Linked DNA regions of Mus musculus: region 1 is linked to region 2. The links are chromatin contacts, called in public HiChIP or PLAC-seq maps. All regions are on one chromosome and are shown on one strand. Each heading gives the region's core, a stretch centred on a gene start, on an enhancer-like site or on the middle of the called end of the contact. The rest is flanking DNA. Distances are from core to core; before and after follow the strand shown. Region 1 holds the start of Arid1a (AT rich interactive domain 1A (SWI-like)). Region 2 overlaps Zdhhc18 (zinc finger, DHHC domain containing 18).

What was found. HiChIP or PLAC-seq counts read pairs in DNA pulled down with a chosen protein or histone mark.
Region 1: an H3K4me3 HiChIP or PLAC-seq map of bone marrow-derived macrophages shows a contact between it and region 2, with 2.5 times the contacts expected there. The contact joins the promoter of Arid1a here to the enhancer-like site in region 2. A contact is called at or near these places in 10 of 484 Hi-C or Micro-C datasets (B cells, the C2C12 cell line, CD8 T cells and 5 more), 12 of 115 datasets of contacts at active chromatin or transcription factors (the HPC-7 cell line, the SCID.adh cell line, bone marrow-derived macrophages and 8 more) and 3 of 9 other capture datasets (adipose tissue, liver and pancreatic islet).

What each region holds. Positions count from the first base shown.
Region 1 is chr4:133,751,994-133,758,913 of GRCm38.p6, reverse strand. Arid1a (AT rich interactive domain 1A (SWI-like)) reads left to right here and starts at 4,929. Exons shown (of 20, transcript NM_001080819.2): 1 at 4,929-6,445. The coding sequence starts at 5,303.
Region 2 is chr4:133,611,233-133,617,559 of GRCm38.p6, reverse strand. It overlaps Zdhhc18 (zinc finger, DHHC domain containing 18), which reads left to right. Exons shown (of 8, transcript NM_001017968.2): 3 at 2,231-2,380; 4 at 3,622-3,759; 5 at 3,873-3,921; 6 at 4,535-4,637. Among named protein-coding and RNA genes, the nearest start is that of Sfn, 12 kb to the right of the region's middle. Within about 2 kb of position 3,504, at least 147 of the 459 cell types and tissues checked have an H3K27ac peak or open chromatin away from gene starts, as enhancers often do. A contact at or near this core is called in the C2C12 cell line, CD8 T cells, Th1 cells and 6 more, where this site is marked.

The sequences.
Region 1 (6,920 bases), core at 3,680-6,179, 140 kb before region 2:
ACTCAACTCTGTAGACCAGGCTGGCCTCCAGTTTATAGATCAACCTGGGACTAAAGGATTATGCTACCACACTGGGCTCCAGTCCTATTTCAAACAAACAAAAGAAACCATATATATGGTAGTTTTATTATCTTATCCAAAAAAAAAAAAAAAAAAAAAAAGTCATTCAGCAGTGGGATGAGCCAATGAGCCAGAAGGGTTAGCTGTAGTATTAAGAGCCTGGGTTGGGGATTTAGCTCAGTGCTAGAGGTCCCTCAGCTCTGGAAAAAAAAAAAAAAAAAAAAAAAAAAAGACAAAAATTTTCTGCTGGTCATGGTGGTGCAGGCCTTTAATTCCAGCACTTGAGAGGCAGAGGCAGGTAGATTGGATTTCTGAGTTTGAGGCCAGCCTGGTCTACAGAGTGAGTTCCAGGACAGCCAGAGCTATACATAGAAACTCTGTCTTGAAAAACAAAAACAAAAAACAAACAAAAAGAGCGTGAAAGATGGAGTTGCTTTGTTTCTGTAGGTTGACCTTGGGAGTTGTTTTATTTGAAATATTCCACAGACCAGAATCAGCATGGACCTGTATTTTACTTATGTTATCTTATGATTATATTTGTAGCATTGCTGGGAATCAAACCCTAGAGTCTTATCCATGAGGGTCCTACCACAGAACTGCATTTATTTTATGTTTATTTCATTTTGGTAGGGAGCTGATGGTGAGGGTAATTCTTTTTTTTTTTTTTTTTCTTGAGACAGAGACAGGGTTTCTCTGTGTAGCCCTGACTGTCCTGGAACTCACTCTGTAGATCAGGCTGGCCTCAACCCAGAAATTTGCCTGCCTCTGCCTCCCAAGTGCTGGGATTAAAGGCGTGTGCCACCACTGCCAAGCAGGTAATTCTTATGTTAACACAAACACCCGAAGGATTTATGCTCAAGGCTATTTTGCCTTAGCTCAGAGGGAAAAAAAAAAGTCTCATTGAGAAATGAACATTTCTTTAAATGGGTCTTTTATTTATTTATTTTGTAAAATTAGAATCTCCCAAATTGTTTTAAGACTTTGAGGTGAGTGGAAAAGTGAACCAGAAAAGCAGTGTGCGAACTTTTGAAGCTGGAAGCCACCCGGTTCGGTTCGCTCTTAGGGCTTCTTGGGCACGATTTTTACCGCGAAGTGATGTGGAGCGCCATTCGGACTCCGTTCCATGTTCCCCCGCGACAATCCAGTTCGTGTCTTAGCGCTCCTGCCTGCGAGCCGGGAGCATAATGAATTGCCTTGACTCTAGCTTCAATCCACTTTCCTCGCTTAATATGCAGCCCAAAGTTTTGCAGCTCACTGTCAGATGGTTGTGCTAGACTTTCACACTGATCCCAAAGCCTCCGCTGGGGCTGTTTCTTCACACGGAGTTACAAACTTTAAGAAACACAGCTCCAGACGGAAATCCACGCCAGGCTTTGAACTCTGCTTCTGGCTTCCGTCAACTGACACAGTTGCCCTTTTGCTCAAACTCGCAGCTCCAGCTCGCACTTGAGAGCGCTCGGCTGGGTGTCTGCTGTGGCGCCGCGGCGGGAATGTGCGGGGGCCACGGCCCGGCTCCGCACGTCTCAGCCCGGAGCAGGCAGAACCCTCCCTCTGCCTCTGCTAGCAAGCGTCCTGCCCCGAGTCCAGTAAGGGAGAGAGGTCTGCGGGGCAGGCGAGGCCGACCTTTTGTTTGTTTGAGGAGTTTCGTGTTTCAGACATTTAGAGTGAGCAAACTGCGAGGGAGGAAGAAGGGCTTGTCCTCCCTGCAAGCGTTTCTTTCTCCTAGCAAAGCCTCCAGGCCCAGCTTCCACATTTTGCAGTTGACTGTGTGGGATCTTCATAGGTTCATCCCTCATTCTCAGGCCCAATCCATGCACGCTGTGCAGCCAGAGAGAATGAGAGCACATCCTCTGCCATTTTCAGCCGGTTGCTGCCGGCAGCCCAGCCCCCTTTCCTTGGCTGTGGCTGCCGCCGGAGTTCCGGCGCCCAGAAGCGGCCCCCGGTCCGCCCGGCCCCGGATCCAGTCCACTTTTGCCGATTGCCGTCCTGCCCGGCTTGGTGATAAGAACTCTCCTGTGAGAGCCAGCGAACGAGACTTTAGTCCGGTTTCCATGTCAACGATTCAGTCCATATTTGCCATCAGGCTGCCGGTGGCAGAGGCGCTTTCGAGAGGAGAGCGCTGTCCTAACCCTATAATCTGCGCCGGGATTCCTGAGCTGCCTGGGTGTGGGGTGAAAAGGCAGGGGCTGTGGGGGAAAAATACCCACCGAGGGGAGGACCCACGGCCCCGAGTCGGGGTCTCGCTGCTCGGGCCAGCCACGTGCCCGCTCCTCCCCTCCCCCTTCTCCTTCCCAGTGCCCCTGGGGAAAGCGGATGGACCAGTTTCTAAGAAAGTTCCTCAGCCCAGCAGTCTTAGGTTAATGTTGTAGATCTTAGAGAGGAAGGGACTCTAAGGATTTGAGATTTTTTTTTTTAAAGAAAAGTAGAGAAGAAGAAAAACACTACCTCTCCTGACCCAGGTGGATATATTTTTATGCACTTTGCCTCATTGCTAGATTAAAATGGTGACTGTTTTCAAAACAGCGTGACCACGTGTAGGGAAAGGGATTTTGGCGCTTTCCATATGCACGGCCATGGAAGAAGGCCATGTGGACTTTCCTTGAAGACAAATCCATTCTCGCTTCCAGATTTTCACTGGGCTCCAGGTTTCCCATTACACCCCAGTTCCGAGGAAAATGGCAGGGTAATTGCATGTAAAAAATTCCTCATTTGTGTGCGGGACTCAGGACTGTTTGGCAGCTCCGAGGCAGTTGATTAAATAGCAAAGCTCCATTTATGAGGCAGCCTATAATTTGGTTTCTAGGACCTAATGCACCACTAGAGTTGTGCTTCTGAGGGCCGTGAATGAAAACTGGTCCATACCAGCCAGTTCCATCGCCTTGGCAGGTTGGTTTGGTTCTTGGTTGGGGGATGGGAGAGCAGAGGGGCTCTGGCCATGGCTCCATTCTCAGTTTACTACGGAAGGTTTGTAATGTGGGGTGTTCTTGATTTTTCTTGGGGGTAGAAGAAATGACTTAGCCTTTCAGAATTATTTCTGTTGACCCATGACATGATCAGAACTCCAGGGGCCTGCAGAGCCCACAAGTTCTAAAATAATGGTCTGTGGTCCAAAGTCTCCATTTATAAAATCTGGGAGGAAAAGAGGCCTTTGTCATTGATGCTTTCCCAAGGCAGTCTTGGTCCTGGTGAGACGCTGGAATTCCCTCTGGTTTCTCCTGGCTTGCCCTGTCAGAGCATTCCAGGCCTGCCTGAGAAGAAAAGGCTGCTGTGGAACTGGTGAGGCCTGTAGGTCTGGACAACTCTGAGCTTTTCCGCGAATGCCTTGATCTTCACAGATAAACCTGGCCTTAGGGTCTCTGGTAAACTTCAAGGAGTCTTACACCTTAGGATAGACAGCAGATCTGAGGGGCATCCGTTTTCTGTGTGACCTGTTAGGCTCTTTTTCTCTCTTTATAGAGAAAATGGTTTCCATTTTCTGCATCCCTCTTCTGCAGTGGTTTTTGAACAGAGGTTCTTTCAGTCCCTGGAGCCTCTTCTGTGGGCTGTTTACAGTCTTCCAAGGTACTTGCCTTTGAAGATTGGGCTACTGGCCATTGTGAGCTAGGTTCCCTTAGGAAGTGCTAATGGAGCTTGGTTTGCCTGGAGGACTGTCTTAAGCCCCCAACGCATCAGTAGCCACCATTTTAAGAGAAGTGGTGGGATGACCACGTTTGATTTTCAAACCTCCTGACACTGATCTGATCCGGTGGTTGGATTTGTTCACAACGTAAGTGCCTTTCTTTTCTCTTTTCCTCCTTTTCTCTGGCTAAGTAGACAAGATGCGGCTTCGGCCACTCACTCCACTTTTTATAGCCACACACTTCTGCCCTCTGACTTTAAGTGACCTGGGCAGTCCCCTCCCTTCAGTCTGTTGGTAAAATGGGGGGGGGGGAGATAATCCAGACCTCATGCCCCCAGGGCCTTGTCAGAGAGGGCTAATGAGGGCAGGGCACGGGAGAACCGATAGTTTGAACAATGGTCAGTCCTCCTTTGGGGCTAGCCAAAGGGGGGGAAAAGCAGGGCTCGCTCAGCTGGGTCTCTAGAGCAGGTCTGCAAAAGGCTTTGAAGAAGAAAAGTGCTGCGGAGGTGCTAAGTCGCAGCCAAGAGCCCAGGCCCGGTGCCAGGGGGTCAGGTCCCGGCCGCGGCGGCCGCGGTTTCGGGCTCAGGCCAATTTTGCAGGCGCGGGTAAAGTTCACGCGGCCCGCTCCCTTTGGAGCGGCCGGGAGGGGACAGGCCAGGCTGGGAACGCGGCGAGCGAGGCGGCGCAGGCTCCGGAGGCGCGGGCTCCGGGCCGGGTTTTCCCCGAAGCCTTCGGCGGCGGCGCAGCCGAGCGAAAGAGGCTGAGGGCTTGCCGCCGCCGCCGCGGCTCCTTCTCTCCCCTCCTCCTTTGTGAGGGGAAGGGAGCGAGTCCATTCCACGGCCTGCGCCCGCTCCGCGCTCCAGTCCTGGTTTTTCAGGCGGCCGCGACGGCGCTGGGTAAAATGGCAGTGCTGAGCCTCGTGTCGGAGTGAGGGGGACTCGGAGGAGAGTGGGGCGCTCTAGCTGCTCAGTCCCGCCGCCCGCCCGCCCGCTCTCTCGTTCGCTCTCTCGCCCGCCCGCCCGCCGCCAAGCAGCAGCCTCGGCCCGAGCCGCGGCCGGGGAGGCGAGGCAGGGCGCCCGCCAGAGCAGCGCTCCTACTCTGCCTCCCGGCGCCCCGTCCGCCGCCGCGCGCCCTCCAGCCCGCCCGCCCGCCCGCCCGTCCCGGGTCCCCCCTCCCCCCCCGCTCCCTCCCTCCTTTCCCGCCCCCTCCCCCTCGCCTCCCTCCCTCCCTCCCTCCTCCTTTCTCCGGCAGCAGAAAGCGGAGAGTCACAGCGGGGCCAGGCCCTGGGGAGCGGAGCCTCCACCGCCCCCCTCATTCCCAGGCAAGGGCTTGGGGGGAATGAGCCGGGAGAGCCGGGTCCCGAGCCGCCAGAGCCCGGAGCAGCTGAGCCGCCGGCGCCTCGGCTGCCGCCGCCGCCTCCTCCTCCTCCTCCGCCGCCAGCCCGGAGCCTGAGCCGGCGGGGCGGGGGGGAGAGGAGCGAGCGCAGCGCAGCAGCGGAGCCCCGCGAGGCCCGCCCGGGCGGGTGGGGAGGGCAGCCCGGGGGACTCGGCCCCGGGGCGGGGTGGGAGGGGGGAGAAGACGAAGACAGGGCCGGGTCTCTCCGCGGACGAGACAGCGGGGATCATGGCCGCGCAGGTCGCCCCCGCCGCCGCCAGCAGCCTGGGCAACCCGCCGCCGCCGCCCTCGGAGCTGAAGAAAGCCGAGCAGCAACAGCGGGAGGAGGCGGGGGGCGAGGCGGCGGCGGCAGCGGCCGAGCGCGGGGAAATGAAGGCAGCCGCCGGGCAGGAGAGCGAGGGCCCCGCCGTGGGGCCGCCGCAGCCGCTGGGAAAGGAGCTGCAGGACGGGGCCGAGAGCAATGGGGGTGGCGGCGGCGGCGGAGCCGGCAGCGGCGGCGGGCCCGGCGCGGAGCCGGACCTGAAGAACTCGAACGGGAACGCGGGCCCTAGGCCCGCCCTGAACAATAACCTCCCGGAGCCGCCCGGCGGCGGCGGCGGCGGCGGCAGCAGCAGCAGCGACGGGGTGGGGGCGCCTCCTCACTCGGCCGCGGCCGCCCTGCCGCCCCCAGCCTACGGCTTCGGGCAAGCCTACGGCCGGAGCCCGTCTGCCGTCGCCGCCGCGGCGGCCGCCGTCTTCCACCAACAACATGGCGGACAACAAAGCCCTGGCCTGGCAGCGCTGCAGAGCGGCGGCGGCGGGGGCTTGGAGCCCTACGCCGGGCCCCAGCAGAACTCGCACGACCACGGCTTCCCCAACCACCAGTACAACTCCTACTACCCCAACCGCAGCGCCTACCCCCCGCCTCCCCAGGCCTACGCGCTGAGCTCCCCGAGAGGTGGCACTCCGGGCTCCGGCGCGGCGGCGGCCGCCGGCTCCAAGCCGCCTCCCTCCTCCAGCGCCTCTGCCTCCTCGTCGTCTTCGTCCTTCGCACAGCAGCGCTTCGGGGCCATGGGGGGAGGCGGCCCCTCAGCGGCCGGCGGGGGAACTCCCCAGCCCACCGCCACCCCCACCCTCAACCAACTGCTCACGTCGCCCAGCTCGGCCCGTGGCTACCAGGGCTACCCCGGGGGCGACTACGGCGGCGGGCCCCAGGACGGGGGCGCGGGCAAAGGCCCGGCGGACATGGCCTCGCAGTGCTGGGGGGCTGCGGCGGCGGCGGCGGCGGCGGCAGCGGCCGTCTCGGGAGGGGCCCAACAAAGGAGCCACCACGCGCCCATGAGCCCCGGGAGCAGCGGCGGCGGGGGGCAGCCGCTCGCCCGGACCCCTCAGGTACACAGCCGAGCGGGGAGGGGGCTGGGGCCAGCGGGGCCGGGGGGTGGGCTGGGTGGCGGCTGCGGGGAAGCAGGCCCCGGCCGTGGGCTCCCCTCGGGCTTGGGCCCCCACTGCCGGGGAGCTGCCATTGTCTGGCTCTTCTCTCTTAAAATGGCTGCCTGTCTGCCTTCCTCTCCTTCCCTCGATCAGCCTTTGTGTGGGGCTTTTCCAGGGGTGTCTGTCCGGTTTCTCCTCCTCCGCTGGTCCTTTCGAACTCTGGGGGTCTCCAGGGGGGTGCAGAGCAAAGTGTGCCTGGAAGGGCCAGGCCCGGTCGCGGGGGGGGGTGCTGGGGGTTCAGGTTAGGGGTGTAGGCAGTGTCATGAATCCGGGAGAAAGAAGCAACGTTTTCTTGCTCACCTGCCGCTCCTCTGATCCCCCTTGCCTTCCTCTAGGCCGTTCCCCAATATACGCTTTTAAAGAGTGGCCCCTAGGG
Region 2 (6,327 bases), core at 2,255-4,754:
TCTGGGATCAAAGGCGTGCGCCACCACCGCCCAGCCCCCTTGTTTATTTTTAAAACAGAGTTTTATATAATCCATGTTAGCCTCGAACTTGCCATGTAGCTTGGAGTAGCCTTGAACTCATGGTTGGTTCTTCTGCCTCTGCCTCCCAACCACTGGGCTTGCAGGCGTGCCCAATATGAGCTTGGATGTCTCTATTAATTTACATTGGGAGAGATACTGGGGATTGAACCCAAGGAAAGTGCCTTTCCATTGAGCTACAACCCTACTATGAAGGGTTCAAATCCTGGTTGTGCTGTGTGGCCCCAGACAAGTCACTTAGCTTGTTGAGCAACTCTTAGCTGTAGGACCGATAGATGGTCTTCCCTTTACAACTTGTGGTCAGTAGCAAAGCAGACGTGTCTGCCTGAGGGAGGTTAGGATTTTAAGTTGAAGACCAGGTTAACCTCTAGTAATACCCTGTCTCACACAGCAAGCAGGACAAGGTCGTGTGTCCAGCATTCTTAAAGCTTTGGGTTCAGTCGCCAGCACCTTACAGAACCCAGCGTGGTAGTCACACGTCTGTAATTCCATCGTGTGAGAGGTGAGAGAGGATTCGGGGGGTCATCGTCGGCTACATAGTTTAAAGCCGGCCTGGCCATACCATTCTGCTCATTATTCCTATTTTACAAACTAGACAACGAAGGCTGAGTTCCATTGTGTCAGCCTCCTTGGCTCCCCTAGCCCCTGCCTTCTCCCGCTTCCTGGTCTAGAGAGGAGATGCTCAGGAGATTAGTTGCATTGTAAACATGGGAAGCCAGAATTCACTTCCTGCACTGGCTGGTCAGCTCATTGGTAAGCACCAGACACTAATGACTGCAGGGGGGCAGCTAAACTCGGGACATTGTGCAGTAGAGTGGCTAGGAGTGCGGTGCTCAGTCCATAGTGCAAAACATTATAAATGGGCAGCAGGGCTGTGGCACCAGCACTCTGGAGGCAGATGTGGGCAGATCTCCATGGGTTCAAGAGCAACCTGGCCTACAGAGTGAGTTCCAGGCCGGCCAGGGCTACATAGTGAGACTCTTTTTCCTTTCTTTTCCTTTCTTTTCTTTTCTTTCTTTCCTATTTATTTGTTTGTTTGTTTGTTTGTTTATTTATTTATTTATTTATTTATTTATTTATCTATCTATTTATATTTTGGTTCTTTGAGACAGGATCTCTTTACACAGCCCTGACTGTTTGGGACCTACTATGTGGACCAGGTTGGCCTTGAACTCACAGAGATCCACCTGCCTCTGCCTCGGGAGTGCTGAGATTACAAGGGTGTGCCACCTGGCTGTGGACTGTTGTGATCTGAGCACAGATCAGGTGGGATCAGCTTGCAGACACTCTTCTAACAGACCATGGGGCATTTGCAGACTTTGAGTGAACTTGTTATTTCTTCCATTCAAAACAAGAAGGAAAAGGTAGCTGTAACAGTTGGTTCTTCCGTTGCCTTTCTGTCTTGCAGTGTAGTCAATAAACATGGCTTTTTCGAAGAAGAAAGGGGGTGGGAAAGAGACATTGTCGTCCAGGCTGGCCTTGAACTCACAGTTGTACTGCCTGCCTCCCAGTGTTTGGGATTGCAGGCCTGTGCTACTGTGCCTAGCTCTGACATTCTTTTTTTTTTGCTTTTATTACTTTTTTATTAAGATTTTATTTCTAATGCTGTGAGAGGAGGGAGGTGTGCATGTGATGCCAGACGTGTGCTAGACTGACAGGCGTTCTAACACATGCCGTGGACGCTGGGCAGAGAGCTAGATCTGGAAGTTCAGGAAGCGCTCTTGACCACTGTCTTCTCTAGAGGTAATGCTGGCTTTGGCGAGAGGTCAGGCCAGCGGTTTGTAGATGCCAGAGGGCTAGATTCAGTTGTTTCCCTAGGAAGTTCATCTCCTTCCTGTCAGCTTGAATTAGAAGTTGGATCTAGGCTTCATTAAATGCATATGACCTCGCTGGCTCTCTCCCTGCTGACCCCTTCTCAGCGTGAAGGCCAGCAGACACGTGAGCAGCCGTGGTTTGAGCACAGTCCTGTGCCTGAAGGGAGTGCTGGGTTCTGGATGTGTGTCTCTGCATTAGCGCCCCTCCCCCACCTCCCATGTTCCTGGGCATACTCTCCTTGTGGTGCCTCCTGTCCTGGTCAGGCAGCTGTGGCTTCCCACTATCGAGGGCCATAGGCCGTCTGGGGTGCCCTCATTTTCCCTCTTCACACCCTCAGATAACACAGGCAGCTCCACATACCGACCGCCCCCTCGGACTCGGGAGGTGATGATCAACGGGCAGACAGTGAAACTCAAGTATTGCTTCACCTGTAAGATGTTTCGGCCTCCCCGGACCTCGCACTGCAGTGTCTGCGACAACTGTGTGGGTGAGTGGGGGTGGGCCTCAAAAAGCCCGGAGAGACTGAGTCTTGGATGCAGGAAGTCACATGTGGGGCAAGGCAGACAGCATCTGACTTACTTAGGACTGAGTGGGAAGGCAGTGGCATCTCTTGGCCCAGCGCTGGTCTATATCCCATCCCACCGATCCCGAACATTGTGACAGACCTTGAACTTGTGTGTCCCGTCCCGTCCCGTCCCCCACCCGTCTTCAGTGTGCTCCTCAGTAGGTCCATGATCCCAGAAGCCTGGAGCTGTAACATGGAGGACAGGGTGCTCTAACTGAGAAAGAAGGCAGGGAGGGTGGGAGTCTGGAGGAGGGAGGCGGAGAGCATGGACCAGAGCTGAAGACTGGCTCCTGACCAAGCTTGGTTTGTTCCCCTCACCCTGCTCCCCAGACGCCATACAGCTCGATGAAGACCATGACAGTCCCTTGGGAGGGTGTCACAAGGGAGAGTCTGTATGACACCCAAGCGAGCTGAGCCATGGTGACAGTGCACAGTTCCCAGGGCAGTGACTTCATGGTGCCAGCTCAGCACCCTCTGAAGAGGAGAGCGGCACAGCAGGCGTGAAGTGGGTGACTCAATGCCTCTTATTCATCCCTGCCAGTCTGCCCCACCCACTGCCTCAGAGGCACCAGCCTTTGGCATAAGGCCTGCAACGGGCTCATGACCCAGATTCCCACAGGGACTTTCCTTACCAGGGTGTGACTCCCACCCTCAGGGACTTAGCAATGGTATGAGCTCAGTCCTCTGCCCTGGCCTCTGGTGCCAGCTCTGCAGGAGCTACGTAGCGGCCCAGCCCTCTCTAGACCTTAAGGCCAGAGCCGTTGGCATGGAGCTAGTAAGAGGCCATAGTCTGTGAGTCTTTGAAGCAGACACTGTCAGACTCTGGCAGGGGTCTGAGGCCAGCACATGTCTTGTTCAAGGGCAGTGCTGTCTAAAAGAAGAGCAAGAGAACAGACCAGGAGACCTCTGCCTAGATTGAGACCATAGGAGACTTTTTAAGGGAGTGGCTTTGTAGTTGACATCTGAAGGAGTTACTATGGAGCTAAAAGAATAGACAGGGAATGTGTCAGGCAGTGGGTGGGAACTGATGAGCAAGGGCTGGAAGCAGGGTGTGTCCAAGGGAGCAGCTGGTGGGGAGGGGGCAAGTGCCAGCCTGGGGCAAAGGCTAGTCACCCAGCAGTGCTGACTGGGGAACCCCCACTAACTCCTCCTTCCCTTCCTAGAACGGTTTGACCATCACTGCCCTTGGGTGGGCAACTGTGTGGGGAGACGGAACTACCGCTTCTTTTATGCGTTTATTCTCTCCCTCTCCTTCTTGACGGCCTTCATCTTCGCCTGCGTGGTCACCCACCTGACCCTTCGTGAGTTGGGGAACAGCGGGTGGAGGAAGGCTAACCAGTGAGCTCGGCCCTAGCGTAGGGCCGTGCTCACCCCCACCCCCACCCCCTGAGCTGTGTCCCTTTCTTCTTCCTAGTTTCTCAAGGAAGCAACTTCCTCTCCGCTCTGAAAAAGACACCAGCAAGATATCCTTTGCGGGCTGGTCACCCTGGGTGGGGAATTGAGGCCTCTTCATGGGACAGGTCTCCAGAGTGGGTAGGGCTCTATCTATTCTCTAGAATGCACTCTACCCGCTAGTTTGTCAAGACCCAGGCTGGAGCTGACCCTAAAGGGATCGTCACGGAGAGGGGCAGAGCAAGCAGGCTCAGGAAAATGCCTGTCTACAGAGGCTTGGCAGAGAGTGGATTTTGTAATTAAATTTTTGTTTACCCTGCAGCGGGGAACATGCATGTGCCATGTCACACGAATAGGGATGGGGACAACTTGAAGTTCAAACTCAGCTTGTCAGGCTTGGTGACAGGCTCCTTTATCCATTGAGTCACGTCACCAGCTGCGAGTTCCTTAGGATGCCAGGCTTCCTGCTCCATGCCAGGATCCTGTGGTTGGAATTCCCTCTGCCATCCCTAGCCCAGAGCCCGCCTTGTTCCCCAGGCGCTCCCTCCCCCTTCTGCTGAGAAATGACTGGATCACAGAAAGGTCCCCAAACCTGTCACTTTCCAGGGACATAGCTCCAGGGAAGGGTGAGCTCAGGGGTCAGGGGTTCCACCCTCTCTTGCACGCGTCCTTGACAGGGCCCACTGTGCTGGAGTTGGTCATCTGCTTCTTCTCAATCTGGTCCATCCTGGGCCTCTCAGGGTTCCACACGTACCTCGTGGCCTCCAACCTGACAACTAACGAAGATGTGAGTAAAGTTGGACAGGCCCGGGGAGCCTGGGGTGGCCAAGTGCTGCCCGCTGGGGGGGTCCAAGGTGGAAGCCTAATGTCAGACCCAATGTCACACAGACCTGGGGGTCCTGCTGTGACAGAATTAGGATGCATATTGCCCATGGCATGACCAAGAGATGTGGCCTAGGGTCATAATGCTGGAGGGGTCCAATCCAAGATTAATGGCAGAAATCACGACCAAGCCTTCACATCCACCACTCCACTCCGCACCCTCATGATGGCTTATAACGCCAGGCTGTGTACTCTCCTGCACAACACTGCCTGGAACCCTAGTCCTACATAACCCAGTGCCCTCTTCTGGTCTCCTCTAGTACTGCACACACGTGGTACACAGACATTTATCGGGCAAGACCCCATATGCATAAAATAATTAATAGAGGTTTTAAAACAAGCATAGGATGCGGAGTCATGACTAGGTGTATCCATTGAGAGGCGTAGTTAGAACAGAACAGTGTGACTCCAGTGCCTCATCCCACCTACTCACTGGAAAGCCACCCCCAGCTAGCATCTCTTGAGTACCACTGTCCCTGGTCCAGACATGACCTCCCCTCACTGTCTTGTTAAAAAGGAAAACAGTATATTCCCATGACTGTTGCATAACGTTGATTAGAGACCCACCATCCAAAAGAAAGTGGGTCCGTGCCAGACTGGGCATGGTGGTGTCAGTCAGCCTGTAATCCTAACACTTAGGAGATTGAGGCAAAAGGATCCCTCATCTGAGGCTCATCTGGGCTGGGTGGTTAGAGTGCTGGCTGCTCTTCTAATAGATGCAGGTTTGATTCCCAGCACCCTCATGATGGCTTATAACGCCAGTCTGTGTATAACTCCGCCTGGAATCCTAGTCCTACATAACCTAGTGCCCTCTTCTGGTCTCCTCTGGTACTGCACACACATGGTACACAGACTTTTATCAGGCAAGACCCCATATGCATAAAATAGTTAATAAAGGTTTTAAAACAAGAATAAGAAGGAAGGAGCCACCTCCAAGGAGACACACATGTCCCGATACTCGAAAGCTGGAAGCAGGGGATTCACGAATTCAAGGTTGTCCCTGGCTACATAGAAAGTTGGAGGCTACCCCAGGACACATGACCCTGTTTTAAAAATAAAAATCCCATGACCAGCCCGGTGTGGTGGTGCACGCCTTTAATCCCAGCACTTGGGAGGCAGATTTCTGAGTTCAAGGCCAGCCTGGTCTACAAAGTGAGTTCTAGGACAGCCAAGGCTACACAGAGAAACCCTGTCTTGGAAAAAAAAAAGCCAAAAACAAAACAAAACAACAACAAAAAAAAGTCCCAAGACCTCTTGCTCTAATTTGCGAAAAGAAAACTGAACACATGTGTGCTGGTCACTGATAAGGGCCAGCAGCCACCCCAACCCAGTTTTCTGGGTTCCGCAGGAGCTTTCCAGTGCTTAAGCAGAAAGGGGTGCTGCAGCCCAGCCGGGTAGAAGGGTCTGGGTGACGTCTACCAGCTGTTTCCTGTGGAGCCCCTCAGTGCCTTCATCAGGGGACTTCCCAGAGGCAGAACCTTCAGGGCTGCTGAGCCTTACCATTCAGAAACACACTGCCCACGATCAGGCAGTTGAGGACCAGGGTGGCTCAGTCTGCTCTGTGCCCTCAATCTGGTCCCCTCTTAGTTGGAGTG